Regions from separate parts of the Mus musculus genome. Here region 2 is linked to region 1. A link is a contact called in public HiChIP or PLAC-seq data. All regions are on one chromosome and are shown on one strand. Each heading gives the region's core, a stretch centred on a gene start, on an enhancer-like site or on the middle of the called end of the contact. The rest is flanking DNA. Distances are from core to core; before and after follow the strand shown. Region 1 holds the start of Cdh6 (cadherin 6). Region 2 has its middle 39 kb from the start of Cdh6.

Region 1 (2,700 bases), core at 177-2,676:
TGTGAATGTTCCACGTGATTAAACTTCTTGGTTCTTGAATGTTCTCGGTAGTAGTTAAGTTAGGCAACCAGCCCCTTGCATACAAAGACCCTCACGTAACTTCCCATAAAATATGGATTTTATTGCAGCAGCGACAACATTTCTCAGTACCACATTGACCTCGCCAGCATCTCCCATCTCGAGATGGACCGTAACTCTTGGCAGGCGAATAACTACGGAGGAGGAAGTGACCCCAGCTCTGCGGCATTATAGGACTCCGCAACGACCCGCCTTCATTAAATTCCACATGAACGCCTTGGGGACTTCACTCTTGCATCTGACACCTCACATCAGACGCACCAGACCTCCTGCTCTCCAGTCTAAGGAAGGCATTCTCCCTCAGATGTGTGTGTGTGTGTGTGTGTGTGTGTGTGTGTGTGTGTAGCCTTGGAAGAGCACCAGCGAGCGGCGTCTTCCACATGACTTTTCCCTGGACAGTGTGCTCCATTTTCGAAGTCCAGTGTCGGACTTGCCTTGCAACCTAAGCATTTCTGCTCTATGAAAGCCTGAAGGCATTGCTAGGAACATGCGAGCTAACAGTTTTCTTTAAGCTCGTTCTCTCGGCCAAACCATCTCTGTAAGTTTGCCTTATTGGGAACATTCCAGAGTTTCCCGACTACCTGAATTAATTTCTGCGTTACTCTCAAAGCCATAAAAAAAAAAAAAAATCCCATAACTCAGGCCAAGCAGTCACCACACAGACCCTTGTATTGTTGGGTAGGTGGAAATCAATCAAGCCCCAAACGGCTCCACCGCTCCGGCACTCACTAGCGCCCTTGGTAATTGACCAGCCAACTTTGCAAAGCTAGGGCTCCACTAGCCGCCTCCGCCAGCCCCGCGGAGTGGACCTCGGCAGCAGCTTTCTCTCCTCCACACTGTTCCCTGCCACCCCCCGCAGAACCCTAGGCGTCTCGGTCTTACCAGGCGGCGGAGGAGCGGCGCCCAGGCTCCCCGGGAAGCGGCGCCGGTCCTGGGCAGAGGCAGCAGCGCCACCAATGCAACCGGACTCGCGCGCAAGCCCGCCCGCACCCCAGCTCCCAGCTGAGCATCCCTCCCAACTCCGTGCACCGCAACACCCGGCGCAGAGGACCGCTCTCTTTCTCTGATTGGCTTCCATCAACGCTACGGAATTAAAATAATAGCTATGTATAAAGAAGAAAGAGAAGGCAAGGGAGAAAAGAAACGCACGCACAAGCTCCCGCATTGGCAACAGAGACCGAACCCACCTCGGTTTGCCTTCCGGCTCCTGGGGACACCCTGCCACTCGCCCAGGATGCTCCTGCCTCCACCACGGTCTTCTGCTCTGTGCTTCTTGCTGCTGTGGCTGGAACTGCAGCTCTCGGGATGGGAAGGTTACGGCTCCAGAGAGCTGGCTCTTGTGGGCACACACTGATTTGCAAGTGAATGAAGTGGGAGGGAGCAAAGAGAGGAGGACTTTGTTACAGAGGCCCAGTGCCTGCCCCCGCCCGCCCCCTCCCCTTGACAGAATGACTCCCAGTGTTTGAAGTCCGGAGCAGTTCGCTCTCTGGAACACTCCCGCTGCCCCAGGCTTTCCCTTCCTCTTTTTTCTTATATATTTTTTAGGGGGGACGGCTTAAGACATACTGAGAACTTGTGTGACTCTATCTGATCTTTCTTTTTAAGCTATCAAAATGCACCGTGTTCAATTACCAGCAGCGGTCGGATGTTCTTTTCTAATAGCCCAGGCAATTAAGATTCCCGGGGACACGACATGGTACGGCGTGGCGCTGTGAGCCAGTTTGGGGGGGAGACAGTACGCACGACCTGCACTCGAATAAAATAACCCCGGTCTTCTGAGGTAACAATACCGACGGCTGTTCTGTATAACATAAACAGACGCGAGCAGACAGATTCATGAATGTCAGTCTTTGCTTCTCTCATCTCAAGAACACTTTTTCCCCCCTTGTAGCTTCTGGAGCTCTGGCGCTGTTGCAGAGTGGGTAACCCCAGAGAGCTGTAGCATGAAGTCATATGCCCCCGAGAGTGTAGAAGCGGTTCAAATCCAAACGCCCCGGGCTCATCAATGTCTTCGTGGCTGATCCATCTTTCTAAATGAGCAGATAGCAGGGCACACTGAACTAGCAGAATAGGATATATATTGATATTTAAGACGTATTTGTTGTGTTGAGATCTTTCTGGGAAGTTACTGAAGCAAGATAACGTCTATGTGAAACTCCTTGATACACATAGCTGTCTGGATGGGTGTCCTTATACTCGAGAAGAAGTGACTTCTCTGAAGGGACTAAGCTGCAGAAGTCTTAAACACGTCAAAGCATTGTTAAAGGAGAATCATGCCTTTTCTGCCTAGGAGATGCAGACACGTTGCAGTCAAGCACTATTGGATTAAGAAAATTAAATCTAATTACCACAATGGTTTCACCCCGGGTCAGCCACAGACCCAAGCCAGCTGTTTCTGCATGTTACAAGCTCGCAGCAAGATTTCCATTGCATGGTGCTTTAGTGACATTCCAGCCACTTGGCTTCTGAGTGATCTAACTAGCTAGAGGTCGGTCTTCTTCCCAAGAGAGCTCTTACTAGAAAAAAAAATCTTTTGTGTCCCTAATAGAAGTTGAGGCATTTTAATGAAGCCCAAATCAAAGTATTTCTTCCAGGCAGCCGGTGCTTCAAAGAATTGTATGT
Region 2 (2,700 bases), core at 60-2,559, 39 kb after region 1:
GTGGTAGAGCCAGAGTTGAATTGAATCACCTAATATGTCACCCAGAGAGCATATGAACCAAGTTGACCTAGAGTCAGGAAAGGGGAGGGTGCATCCAATTTAGGAAGAACCAGGCTGGACTTTGGAATGTCAAAATAGTTCTTTAAGGAATCTACTAAAAATGTCCTGACCATGATATGATGCAATTATTTTATTCCAGTGTTCTATTTTTCATATTGAATAGTCATGCTTGTTTTCCCAACTGAACAATGGGTTATTAAAGTGAGGGATTTTAACTTTTGGCTTTGTTGGCTTCTGTGGGTACTTAGGTCTGTAAAAGTCTAAAAGCCTAAGTATATTGAGGGCTGTAATGCTTTAATGTTTTTTTTTTTTTTTTTTTTTTTTTACTAGAACTCAATAGTGAAATATAGCTATGGTAGTACTACTAAAATGAACTGTGAATTTTGTAAAAAACACAAAATCTAGTTCAAAGGAAATGATTATTGATTAGTTATGTGTAGAGGAAACAATAGGTTTGGGGATAAATATTACGTATTTCTTCAAAATACAATAATTGTGTATTACTTCAAAAAAATTCAATAAGAGTTTAGGAGATTAATGTATGTTCCTTGTGTTTCCCCCTCCAATAGTATTAAACTATTTAGCAATGTTTTGACATTAATAGCTATCTGTAGAATTATTTGATTGGATTGTATTAAATTTTTTGGTCTTAATGATGCTTATCAAATTATTTCATTAAAAAAAATCAGGCTAAACTTCCAAGTGCTGCCTGGGATGAGTAATGACTTTGCAAGACTAGAAAACAAGAGTCAAACCCTCTTAAAAGCAATGTGTTTCCTTAACCTTGGTTCAGAGATGTTGCTATGAATTTCCATGACTGGGTAGCCAACACCCTGATCATTCTTGTTTAAGTGCTTACATTTGCAGAAGTTCTGCCTGCTAATTCTATAAAGACAGAAGCAGAAGAAAGGGGCCGTTCACAAGCTGAGAATGGCAGACAGGCATGGGTAATGAGGAACTGTCTGTCTCGGAATCCTTGGTGACTGGATGGCATGCTTTCCTGCTAGTTTTTAAGTTGAGTTACTGCCTTATTTCGGAGTCTCTGTGGCTCACCTTCCTTTGTTTTTTTTTTCTTTTCTTTTTTTCTGTCTTTTGAATGCAAACCCCAGGAAGTGAAAGTTACAATTTGCCTTAGCAGACATTCCAAAACCTTTCACTTTATGGACACAGGGGATGTATTCAGAAGCTTCAGCCTGGTGGTGATCACATCTTTTGTTCTTTTGTGAACATCTTAAGTGAACTTTGCTCCAGACAAATTAGCCTAGGGCAAATCCTTGAAAGGACGGGATTCCAAGAAGGACACTTAGCACAGGAAAGGGCATACTGGCTCAGGCTATTTAGGTTTCTATTTGTAGCCCAACTTAATTCATTTTCACATTTAACTCCCCCTAAGGATGATAATGACTGCTTTATTTTGTTGTGTGTGTATGTAAAAATTCTTCTGCCCATTTCCCAAAGGTTTTAAACACTGCTCTATTTTATGGTCAAAGAATCCTTAATACATTATAGGAAACAATATCAATGTGTCTGCTTCAGATTTTTATTTAAAATTGGAAGCAAATTCCAGATGTTATAGTTGTTCCAAATTTTCCTTGATTAAAGTATCCAAAGTGTGAAAAATCTCAGCTTCTTTAAGCAAATAATGGTCCATCCTATTTCTGATTCAGTAGCCTTTTTACTGGAAGAGTTCTTCAATTGCAGGCACATTATTGGGATCACAGGCTACATATACTATGGTTGTCAGTGTATATTGTAAGAAAATGTATTGACTCAGGACCACCAGACCAAGTTCTTAGTACAAAGGATATTTATTTGCCTCAGAGGGTCAAAGGGCAAGGAATAAGAGACAAAGACTGGAGACAGAGGATGAGAGAGAAAGGGGCAGGAGGAACAGGAGGACAGGATAGAGGGAGGGAGGAGGGGTGTTTGTACTGGAGGACAAAGGACTGCCTTTGAATAGAGAAGAGACAGATGTGGCACATAGGAAAATGACAGTTTATAAAGGTACAAGGGGAAACCCCATGTTAGGATGAGGTGTTTAATTTTAATTTGGCATATTAAATAGCGGAGCCACAAGAGGGCTTTTTATTGCTGGACTTCAATACTTTGATAGCTGAACCTTGGTGGTCAGACTCAGGAGGAATTGAATAAGGGGATAGACCTTGGTGGCTAGCTTGAGGAATGTAATCTAATGGTTTTTATCAAGGCAGAGGGATTGGGAGAGAAGGACGAGGCCTGCCAGAGCCATTCTTGCCATGCTTGAGTTAGCCAGAGTCTCTTCACACACGTTATGTGTACATCTGGCTTTGATGGACAGGAAGAGGAAATCTACATTTACCTTTGGTTATCACTTGCCTGGTAACATACTCGACACAAAGGAAGTACATTATCTTTTGTGTGTTGAGTTAAATAAAAGCCAATCCTAATCATATCTGAGAACTTAATTGGGTTAAGATAAACTGATTCAATGTCTTCCTCTTTTTCTATGAATAATTTATTATCTTAAGTACAGATTTTTTTTCCATCTGTACTGTTAAGATAATGTTCCAAGGTACCATTTCTGCTACTTCAATTCTTAGTGGACATCATAGCCTGGCATGTTATCAGAAATATACATATATATTAGGTATATCTTTGCTT

Evidence for each region. HiChIP or PLAC-seq counts read pairs in DNA pulled down with a chosen protein or histone mark.
Region 2: an H3K4me3 HiChIP or PLAC-seq map of neural progenitor cells shows a contact between it and region 1, with 3 times the contacts expected there. The contact joins the enhancer-like site here to the promoter of Cdh6 in region 1. A contact is called at or near these places in 3 of 484 Hi-C or Micro-C datasets (embryonic stem cells, nephron progenitors and uterus), 3 of 115 datasets of contacts at active chromatin or transcription factors (embryonic stem cells, neural progenitor cells and stem cell-derived anterior neural progenitor cells) and 2 of 9 other capture datasets (embryonic stem cells and liver).

What each region holds. Positions count from the first base shown.
Region 1 is chr15:13,172,249-13,174,948 of GRCm38.p6, forward strand. Cdh6 (cadherin 6) reads right to left here and starts at 1,427. Exons shown (of 12, transcript NM_007666.4): 1 at 1,266-1,427.
Region 2 is chr15:13,211,207-13,213,906 of GRCm38.p6, forward strand. No RefSeq gene overlaps it. Among named protein-coding and RNA genes, the nearest start is that of Cdh6, 39 kb to the left of the region's middle. Within about 2 kb of position 1,310, at least 15 of the 459 cell types and tissues checked have an H3K27ac peak or open chromatin away from gene starts, as enhancers often do. A contact at or near this core is called in neural progenitor cells and stem cell-derived anterior neural progenitor cells, where this site is marked.